Regions from separate parts of the Zea mays genome. Here region 2 is linked to region 1. A link is a contact called in public Hi-C data. All regions are on one chromosome and are shown on one strand. The core of a region is the stretch at or near the end of the contact, and the rest is flanking DNA. Distances in the headings are between cores, read along the strand shown.

Region 1 (5,528 bases), core at 1,861-4,360:
GTTAGGTGAAATCGCATCAAATCACTCCACCTAGCATAATCTTCACCATCAAATGTTGGTGGTTTGCCTAATGGGACGGAAAGTAAAGGTGTATGTTTAGAAATGCGAGGGTAGCGTAGGGGGATCTTACTAAACTTCTTGCGCTCATGGCGCTTAGAAGTTACGGATGGCGTGTCGGAGCCGGAGGTGGATGGCGACGAGGAGTCGGTCTCGTAGTAGACCACCTTCCTCATCTTCTTCTTCTTGTCGCCGCTCCGACGCGACTTGTGTGAAGGGGATTCCTTTTCCTTCCCCTTCCCTTTGTTGTAGGACTCTCCCGATGGAGCCTTCCCATGGCTTGTAGCGGGCTTCTCGCCGGTCACCATCTCCTTCTTGGCGTGATCTCCCGACATCGCTTCAAGCGGTTAGGCTCTAATGAAGCACCGAGCTTTGATACCAATTGAAAGTCACCTAGAGGGGGGTGAATAGGGCGAATCTGAAATTTACAAACTTAATCACAACTACAAGCCGGGTTAGCGTTAGAAGTAAGAACGAGTCCGAGAGAGAGCGTAAAACAAATCGCAAGCGAATAAAGAGTGTGAGGATTTGTTTTACCGAGGTTCAGTTCTCTCAAACCTACTCCCCGTTGAGGTGGTCACAAAGACCGGGTCTCTTTCAACCCTTTCCCTCTCTCAAACGGTCACCTAGACCGAGTGAGCTTCTCTTCTCAATCAAACGGAATACGAAGTTCCCGCAAGGACCACCACACAATTGGTGTCTCTTGCCTTGGTTACAATTGAGTTTGATCACAAGAATGAAGGAAGAAAAGAAGCAATCCAAGCGCAAGAGCTCAAATGAACATGACAAATCACTCTCTCTAATCACTAAGGCTTTGTATGGAGTTGGGAGAGGATTTGATCTCTTTGGTGTGTCTTGTATTGAATGCTATAGCTCTTGTAAGGTGTAGAAGTGTAGAAACTTGGATCCCAATGAATGTGGGGTGGTTGGGGTATTTATAGCCCCAACCACCACAAAGTGGTCGTTGGAAGGCTGCAGTCGCATGGCGCACGGGACAGTCCGGTGCGCCACCGGACACTGTCTGGTGCGCCAGCCACGTCAGCAGACCGTTGGGGTTCGACCATTGGAGCTCTGTCTTGTGGGCCCGCCTGGCTGTCCGGTGGTGCACCGGACAGGCCCTGTAGGCTGTCCGGTGTGCCACCCGCGCGTGCTCTGCTCCTCTGCACGCGCAGACGCGCATTTAATGCGTTGTAGTCGACCGTTGCGCGCGAAGTAGCTGTTGCTCCGCTGTCACACCGGACAGTCCGGTGAATTTTAGCGGAGCGGATTCCCGAAGCTGACGAGTTCAGAGTCGCTCTTTCTTGGGGCACCGGACAGTCCGATGAATTATAGTGGAGCGCCTCTGAGAATTCCCGAAGATGAGGAGTTCAGCTTGAAGTCCCCTGGTGCACCGGACACTGTCCGGTGGTACACCGGACACTGTCTGGTGGCACACTAGACAGTCCGATGCGCCAGACCAGGGCACACTTCGGTTGTCCCTTGCTCTCTTTGTTTGAACCCTTTTCTTGGTCTTTTTATTGGCTTATTGTGAACCTTTGGCACCTGTAGAACTTATAGACTAGAGCAAACTAGTTAGTCTAATTATTTGTGTTGGGCAATTCAATCACCAAAATCAATTAGGAAATAGGTGTAAGCCTAATTCTCTTTCACATTCATCATCAATGATTGGACTTTCTTGACGAAGCTCTCTCTGTTGAGGCCTTCGTCCTTGGTCATCTTGCGTGATATAACACATTTCTTCATCAATGATTGGACTTTCTTGACGAAGCTCTCTCTGAAGCTAGCCAAAGCATCTTCTCTCTCTTTCTCTGCACTTGTTGGTGTATGGCTTCCAAGTCTCTGATTTCTTGGTCTAGCTCCTCCTGCGGTGTTGGGCTGGTAGCCTTCCTTTTCTGGCTTCGGGCTTCTCTCAGAGAGAGTCTCTTGGTTGGTGTCCAGTGGCTGAAGGGCAGCCCCTGGCGCTATTGCTTTATTCGGTGGCATGATGAAGGTGAATGCTTGTCGAAGGTGGTCGTTCGAGTTCACCGGAGGTGGGCGCCAATGTTGGTCACTTGTTCTCAAATGTTGTGAATCAAAAACAAGGCAACACAATTGTTAAAAGTCAAGGACCTTCATCCTTGGGAGCATTATATCCTCTTGGGTATAATGATCTTCAGACGAAGGTCATGAAGGACATGCCTTCACCATCCATAATAATACAAGTACATATAATCCATCAGTTCATTCACATATGTATTTTATGATGTACATATGAAAATTAACAAAATTTATATTACATTAATACCTTCGGCTTGTTTGAAGGTAATGATGCGAGAGCGATTACGATCCAGCTTGAACAGTACGGTGTTACTGTTCACCTATTTATAGACATGAGACACAGCCTGGGTAAAAATACATTTATGACTTTAACATTTGTTCATAACTGTAATATAAATCATTAGGGACTAGCTAGTCTTTTCCTCTTCAGCTCAGCATCATGTTTGGTCTTCGTCATTATTTTAAGTCGAAGCTGTTATTCTTCGGCTATAGCTTCGGCATTCATTCGGGCTATATGTTCGTCTTGAAGACCTTTTACAGAGGTAAAGACTTCCGTCATGAATCGAAGCTCCCTGTAATAATCAATTGATTATACTAGAAATAAATGGTTAGTCATGTTTTTTAGGACCTTCGAAGAGGAAGGCTCCCAACAGACGACTATGACGACGGGGGTCATGAGTTGCGCTTTGCGTTTCTCGGCACACCCCTTTTTCGCCGTGGGACGTCGCAGCCTTTTGGCGATGGTGATTCGACGTCGAAGGACGGCGTCGGTGGCAGCAATCTCGTCGATTTGGCTCTCCACGCCGCGCCGCCGCCTCCGCACCAAGGATGGAAGTCGCCGGGGAACGGGGAACTATGCGCGGAGACTTTACCGCGGGGGAGCCTAAGCCCTCGCCCGGATAGTGGACGCTCGGAAGTTTCCACATCTAGCGTGTGTGTCGTCCACATCTTTTTTTAAGGTGATTATCACCTATATAAAATATTGGTAGGCAGGTGGATTTTAAAATCTGGTTCTTATGTTTGTCCTTATTTTTAGGTGAGCTTTGGTTTTGCAGCCATGTAGCTTGACTTTCCAGCGACCCCCTTGCTATATCCGCTGGCCCCGGAGCTGACGGTTCTTGGCCATGGATGGGCACGGACAGTCAGATGAAGCGGCGTCCAAGGCGTGGCGCGGCGCAGCGAGCGGCGTGGTGAGCGCGCCCGTGGCCCGCGTGTGGGAGCTGGTGTCCTCCACGTCTCGGCTGCGCGAGTGGATGCCCATGGTGGAGTCGTGCACCGCGGTGGCCGGTGACGAGGACGTGCCGGGCTACGTGCGCCTCGTGCGCGGCGGCCTCATGTTCCCCCAGCAGCAGCAGGGGTCGTCGTGGGTGAGGGAGAGGCTGGTGGCCATGGACCACACCGCCCGCTCCTACACCTACCTCATGGAGGACGGCAACGTCGGCCTCGCCGGCTCCCGCAACACCATCAGCCTCCTGGACTACGGCGGAGGCGCAACGCTGGTGGTGTGGAGCTTCGAGATGGAGCCGGTGGACGACGCCAACCAGGATGCCCTGCTCGACTACCTCCGCATCCTCTACAAGTCGTGCATCGACACCATACCTCCTTGTCTGCTCTGACCTGATATTAAATCATCTATTCAATATATATATGCGTCATCCTTACATACATGGATAATAATTCTCTGAAAATGAAAAAATACTAGCTCTGGCTCAGCATTCCAACAAAAAGAAAAGAAAACGATCGATCTCAAAGATCAGCGAAGAAGTGGTAGGTGCTGGAATCACGCATGATGAGCCTTATTGCGGAGACCGCCGCTGCAACAGCCAGCGCAGTGAACCCAAGAACATTGAGCCAGTGCCATGATTTCTGGATGGCACCCAGCTTAGGCCCCTTCACCATCAGGTACATGTGATTTGCGAGCACAAACGTCAGCGGGAAGGTGCTGAGGGCGCCCGTCAGGCTCATGAAGTCGCCGAGGAATGGGAGCACCGCGGCCACCAGCGTGTTCACCGTCAGGTAGCCTCCTCTGACTGCTACTCTGAACGCCACGTTGTGGATCTCAAAAGGGCCACCACGCCCACTTCCATATTTTGTGTCCAGGAATTCATACATGGGGCTAGCAAAGATCTGCGAGTTAGGATGGATAATATATGAATTTTTTTTCATGTTTGAAAGAAGAAGTAAACAAAGATGGTGGCGTCTGTCTTGTCTTACGTGCAGCGCTATGACTGTCTGAAAAAATGCCGACAGATTTGCAACCGCTTTCACCCAGACTGGGCCTGTGACACTGTTGAGGAGGTAGCCTGATGTTGAGGACCCATAAGCCCAGTAACCCACAAAAACTACAGCATAGAGAGGCAAGGAGCCAATGGTGAACTGGAACCATAGAGCTTTCTCCATGTTCTTCACCACAGGAGGCCTGATGGTTGCCTGTAATAATATATCACAAATAGTAAGGCAACAATAACAGAAAATGTTATCCAGAAAAAGAAAATGCTCACCTGAATTTCTGGCAGCATGCCGGTGTTGTAAGCAAACACAAGGTCTGCTATGGAACCTATCGTAGTGAAGACTCGAGTTGACTGCGATGATTTGGGGATGCTGTAATCCCTTGCAGGTGCGGTTATCCCATCTCTCGACGACAGCACAACTGCTATCACAATATACATGAGGCTGAAAAGCGTGGAGAACCCCAACCAAATCCTGAGGGCAGATAAATAAGGGATTCCAATGGCGAAAAGAGCACAGACGAATCCTGATATCGCAATGCAGTAAGGGAGTTTCAGAACTCCATCATCACTGAACAGTCCATACGTGGCCTGCAAGTGGAAATAACAGTATATGATATTATATGGCAAAGAGAGAGAGAGAGGAATGAAAATAAATGGTATGAGTCGTCTTCATACGGTACGGTACCCCTCCCTACCTTGAGAGCTTGTCCAGCTAAGATGATAAAGCCAGTGTTGATCATGAAAAGGTTAATGTACTGCAGAGCCCATGTAAGCCCGTAAATTTTCGGTCCTGAAGTAAAATGAAATCAAATAAAAAGAAGAAGAAGAAGAAACTAGTGAGACTATTCTATATAATATAGGTAGGGAGTGCAAGTGCAGAGCTTATTACTGACTGACCATATATGTGTCCAGCAAGGTCTCTGTATCTGATATGGCGTTTGCCACCGACTTCATGAAGCCGTGCAAGAAGAGCATTAGCGTACATGGATATGGCGGCAGCTAGGAGGAGGCCGCATGTGCCGCCGATCCAGCCTAGAGGGACCATGATTGATCCAGAGTATCCTAGAACGTATGCGCTGTTGACCCCGGTTGTGAGGACGAAGCCAACTTGATACCAAGGATCTGAAAATTTATGTTTATGTAGCAGAAGATGGAAAGAAGGAATAAGCCAGGAGTGCGCATATCAAGAGGAAAGAGGAACGT
Region 2 (5,528 bases), core at 2,139-4,638, 140 kb after region 1:
AACAACAAACATGTGAGTTCTATCTTTGACATGCTGCCTCCAGGATCATCTCCTACCTCTCCATTCTTAACAAGAGGTGTATATTGTCTAAAAACAGATAACAAGCTAGCAGCTTAGCAGTTTGCACAATATTATTGTTCTTCGTAAACTATCAAAAATCAGAAGAAGAATAAGTATGGGTGTTGTATTATTTACCTTTTGTCTTCTTGATAATTCTTGTTCGGATCTTCTTCCAATAGGGATGTCTGCACATCTATGGCTGCTCGTACACCACCAAGTCTGAGCGAAGATGCGTGGATCGGATTCCGCCGCCGCAGAGACCATGAGGCAGAGAGGGAGTTCCGTTTCAGTTCTTTGATTCTTTCGGAGGAAAAGGGAAAGGGTCCAGGAAAGCAAAAGGAGAGCGTGCGCAGGCACGCACCTGGGTTCTCGGCGTCAAGGACGGCGGCCATGACGCGGTCGGACGCGGCGTCCTGCGCGGGGCCCTAGTCCGTCCACGCGTCCTCGCCATAATGCAGGTCCGTGAACAGGGCCACTTTGAACACTCCTCCTGGCCCGAACCACAGCGGCGGCCGCCCCTTGGCGTCCGCGTGCTCCGTCGCCGGCCGCAGCGCGGCCACCGTGATCGCCAGTGCGGCGGCGAGCAGGGCGGGCGCGAGGCTGCGCCACCACTTGCATAGCGCGGATTTGCTCGACGGCTTGGGCGGTGTGGTCCTGGGAGCGTCGGAGTCGAAGGGAGGTGGGCGACATTCACTGTGGGACTCGCCTGGTTGACGGGAGATGGAGACGGGATCTACGTGGATTTGCTCGACGGGTTGCGCCAGCCATCGGGGCGCGTCCAAGGAGGATTTGGCGCAGGGGCGGGCGTTGCGGGCGCGGATGGAAAGGATTGCGCGCTGGCGATGGCAGGCAGCGGATTGCGCGTGGAGACCTTCCATCGGTGAGTAGGGGCGTGGCGGCAGATTTGGCGCAGGGGCGGCGGATTTGGCGCGGGCGCGGATGGAAAGGTCTGCGCGCTGGCGGATTGCACGTGGAGAATAGAGCGGCAGGCGGCGGACCTTCCATCGGCGAGCAGGGGCGTGGCGGTGGATTTGGCGCAGGGGCAGCGGATTTGGCGCGTGCGCGGATGGAAAGGTCTGCGCGCTGGCGGATTGCGCGGGCGGCGGATTGCGCGCGGCAGGCAGAACAGAGCGGCGGGCAGAACAGAGCGCGTGTGGACGCCTACAGTAACAACATATAGAGTAGGAGAGACCAAGTTGTTTACCAAGATTTAATTGAAACTAAATGCATGCTGAGATTGACTGCATGCTCGTATTTCTATCTCCAAAAGATAGAACAATAATAATACATTTAGTTCAAAATACAGCAAGACATTTAGTTCTAGTTTTAGCTCGTGGCCGTTTACAAGATGACTTATTTTACCTTATTTCCACTGACCCTCTTTTGCACAAATAAATCTAAATGATCTCAGTATTCCAATAGATTTTCTTTTGTTTGCATCTCTCATTCTAACCTCAAAACCGTGTTACCATATGTATTCCAAAACTTCCAAGCCTCTACCTCATCCTGAAACTTCATGCCAATTTCAGGCACCATAACAGGAAGTACGCCATGTCTAAAACATCAAGAGCAGGGTCTCAATTTTCCTTATGAGCGATAAAAAAATAGAAGAACAACAAACATGTGAGTTCTATCTTTGACATGCTGCCTCCAGGATCATCTCCTACCTCTCCATTCTTAACAAGAGGTGTATATTGTCTAAAAATAGATAACAAGCTAGCAGCTTAGCAGTTTGCACAATATTATTGTTCTTCATAAACTATCAAAAATCAGAAGAAGAATAAGTATGGGTGTTGTATTATTTACCTTTTGTCTTCTTGATAATTCTTGTTCGGATCTTCTTCCAATAGGGATGTCTGCACATCTATGGCTGCTCGTACACCACCAAGTCTGAGCGAAGATGCGTGGATCGGATTCCGCCGCCGCAGAGACCATGAGGTAGAGAGGGAGTTCCGTTTCAGTTCTTTGATTCTTTCGGAGGAAAAGGGAAAGGGTCCAGGAAAGCAAAAGGAGAGCGTGCGCAGGCACGCACCTGGGTTCTCGGCGTCGAGGACGGCGGCCATGACGCGGTCGGACGCGGCGTCCTGCGCGGGGCCCCAGTCCGTCCACGCGTCCTCGCCATAATGCAGGTCCGCGAACAGGGCCACTTTGAACACTCCTCCTGGCCAGAACCACAGCGGCGGCCGCCCCTTGGCGTCCGCGTGCTCCGTCGCCGGCCGCAGCGCGGCCACCGTGATCGCCAGTGCGGCGGCGAGCAGGGCGGGCGCGAGGCTGCGCCACCACTTGCACAACGCGGATTTGCTCGACGGCTTGGGCGGTGTGGTCCTGGGAGCGTCGGAGTCGAAGGGAGGTGGGCGACATTCACGGCGGGACTCGCCTGGTTGACGGGAGATGGAGACGGGATCTACGCGGATTTGCTCGACGGGTTGCGCCAGCCGTCGGGGCGCGTCCAAGGAGGATTTGGCGCAGGGGCGGGCGTTGCGGGCGCGGATGGAAAGGATTGCGCGCTGGCGATGGCAGGCGGCGGATTGCGCGTGGAGACCTTCCATCGGCGAGTAGTGGCGTGGCGGCAGATTTGGCGCAAGGGCGGCGGATTTGGCGCGGGCGCGGATGGAAAGGTCTGCGCGCTGGCGGATTGCGCGTGGAGAATAGAGCGGCAGGCGGCGGACCTTCCATCGGCGAGCAGGGCGTGGCGGTGGATTTGGCGCAGGGGCGGCGGTTTTGGCGCGGGCGCGGATGGAAAGGTCTGCGCGCTGGCGGATTGCGCGGGCGGCGGATTGCACGCGGCAGGCAGAACAGAGCGTGTGTGGACGTCTACAGTAACAACATATAGAGTAGGAGAGCTACTTTTCTTCGTTTTAGACATGGATCCTGATGGACACTATTGTAACATCGACATAGTTAATTAATCTCAGTAATTAATACCCTGTCTGTCTTGATTAGCCTGAGAGACCACAAACTTGCCACTTTTTTTTTGAAAGAATGTTAGGTGCTTTAATTGTGCCTTTCGTTCTCACACAGCAGCAGATCAGCAGAGAGCAAAAGGCAGCGTTCACCTATCGACCATCGTTTGGTGAGCTAACCATACCCATACTTGCCACTACACACTAGAGCTGAGATAGATGACACTAGCTAGGAGACAACTAGAGCATCTCTATCCAATCCTCAAGGAAAAAAGTGGCAAATATACAATTTCCTCAAAAGAGCCCAACAGGGCCCGAACAAATTTTCCAGGCCGGCCCATTAAAGTTGCAATGCCACGCAGCACAACTAGCCCAAATGGACCATGGATGTTTTGCAAAATAACCCTCCTTACTACCTGTATTCCGCATGGAGTCTATCGTGTCCTCCTCCCCGCCGCTAGCAGTAGCCGCTGATGTAGCCTCCATAGTCACACGCCGCCCTCACGCGGCACCCTCTTCAGAACTCGCCGCCTCCATGCTCCCTTCCGACCGCGCGCACGTCTCTTCCGTCCGTTTCGACGCCGTCCTAAAAGATCATATCAATAAGCTGATAAAGCTTTGATGTGCCTGAGCATCAGATCTGTTTATCTATTAGTTGAGTTCTTCAGATCATGGATGCTGTTGTACACTGTTATTTCAGAGCCTCATTGCTCAGAATATGGAGATTATCTGATCCTCATTGTATTAATATAAAGACCCATGTCATTTCCTATGTACGTTATGAAGGCCCATGTTAGTTCAACTTCATGCTACTTGGAAGGAACTACTCCCTGCATCCTGTAATGTAGTGTATTCTAGAGATTTTTGAGACTAATTAAGAGGAAATACAGACACATAAACTTAATTTCCTAATAAGATGTTACCATCAGTGTGATTAATGGAGTTTGGTTGATAAATTGCAAGTACCGATATAATACATACCAAATTTGTGCTATAATTCAATGCAAAACTGCCTCTTACCCCCCTAAAACTCCTTACATTTGGGTACACTTTTCGAATGCTTGAATGCACTAGATTACAGGACCGAGGGAGTAAATCATTATTATACTCTGTAGAGTATGTCATTTTACCTAGTAGTTTCTTTCATTATGAATGTCTGAGTAATGGCTATGTGGCTGTTGATGAAAGGTGCTTCATTGCTTGAATTCAATATTGGAAGGCTATCTTTATTCATAGTAGGTGCTTGTGGAACTGTTAGTATTTTTACCATTTTCTATGAATTTTGCTTGCAGATTTCATGTGAAGTAGCCTCATCCACATATATTGTCTTATTTGAATGAAGTTCCACTCAAAAAACAATACTGTTTCGTCAGTCAGGGTACATATTGGAACACTATTTCGTGTATATTCCAAGTTACTCTGTAAATTACAAAGCCGCGGCCAAAATCATTTATAAGTTTGTTGTAAGTTCTATAGGCATATAAACAATACTGAAATGTATTCGGTACTGGTTAATTGAATCTTCTCAAATGCTTTCTATGACCTGATAAATGCAGGCTGTTGTGCTTTTCTGACCGAGCTTGTGGCAAGATTCTGAACGACCTACTGTCTGTTGCTGCTGGTGCTTCCATATGTTCCTCTGACGTTCAGATATTGAGTAAAGGAGGATGACAGACACCCTCATTGTTAAGTTATTCCCTTAATTTTATGTGTACAACGGTACAAAAAAATCTAGATTAGGGGTCCGACGTCCCCCTAACATTATTATATTTAAGAAGATGGGCCCACCGAAACCTGCCAGGGCCAGACGTCACCCAAGGGATGCCACACAGCCTCATTGGTATTTTTCTACACGATATTTAGTTCTAGTAACATTTAGTTTGTGCCTATAATATTGCTGCACATGCATTATATTCTAGGCTAATTTGTATTTGCAAATAGAGGGATCAGTATGGGCTTTCAATCTACTTCTTTGTCAGTTTTTCCTGTTTGAGAAAGTATTCAAGACAAGTTCGAATTCTATATAGACAGGCAGATAATAGTTATGGAAAAGCTTTCGGTATTAGGTACAACTAGACTTGTTTTGGTATGGGTGTACCAACATATCATTTTTTTAGAGAGAGAGGTGGACCAAATGAATCAACTACAAGTAGGAATCAACATGATTAACATGTTTCAGACTGACAGGGAGAAGAAGTCTTTTAACTTTATTGACGTTTTCCAAGACCTGCCTGGCCAATTAAGCCTCTTAATAAGGCTGTGTCAATTGATCCCTATCAGCTTATGTAATGCCAGAAGAAAAGACAAGAGGCTCTCAAAGGAAGAGAGCACTATATTATATAGTCAACCAACCATCACAACTCACCTAACATATGTGTGCCTTTACCAATAAAAGTTGAGTAGGCAATGCAACATGGGTGTATTCAGAACAATACCTACTATATATGTATATGTACTACTTGTCTTGTGCATTAGTAGTATTCAGTGCTAGTGATGCAATTGATGTAGACTATTGGCCTTAACAAACAATTGTGATGGCAAACAAATATACAAGGAACCTGCAAT

The links. Hi-C and Micro-C count contacts between places; a contact is called where the count stands out from the background.
Region 2: a Hi-C map of ear shows a contact between it and region 1, with 2.8 times the contacts expected there. The contact joins the promoter of LOC103631852 here to the promoter of LOC100284528 in region 1. A contact is called at or near these places in 2 of 25 Hi-C or Micro-C datasets (ear and leaf).

The regions. Positions count from the first base shown.
Region 1 is chr7:409,756-415,283 of Zm-B73-REFERENCE-NAM-5.0, forward strand. It overlaps LOC100284528 (lachrymatory-factor synthase), which reads left to right and starts at 3,111. Exons shown (of 1, transcript NM_001157423.2): 1 at 3,111-3,758. The coding sequence starts at 3,219. The coding sequence ends at 3,710. LOC103631855 (probable proline transporter 2) reads right to left here. Exons shown (of 7, transcript XM_008653676.3): 3 at 5,223-5,447; 4 at 5,021-5,115; 5 at 4,596-4,913; 6 at 4,309-4,524; 7 at 3,713-4,221. The coding sequence ends at 3,841.
Region 2 is chr7:554,073-559,600 of Zm-B73-REFERENCE-NAM-5.0, forward strand. LOC103631852 (transcription factor EMB1444) reads left to right here and starts at 3,389. Exons shown (of 12, transcript XM_035960782.1): 1 at 3,389-4,341; 2 at 4,520-5,528. LOC103631853 reads right to left here and starts at 2,874. Exons shown (of 7, transcript XR_004851308.1): 1 at 2,093-2,874; 2 at 422-1,950; 3 at 196-279.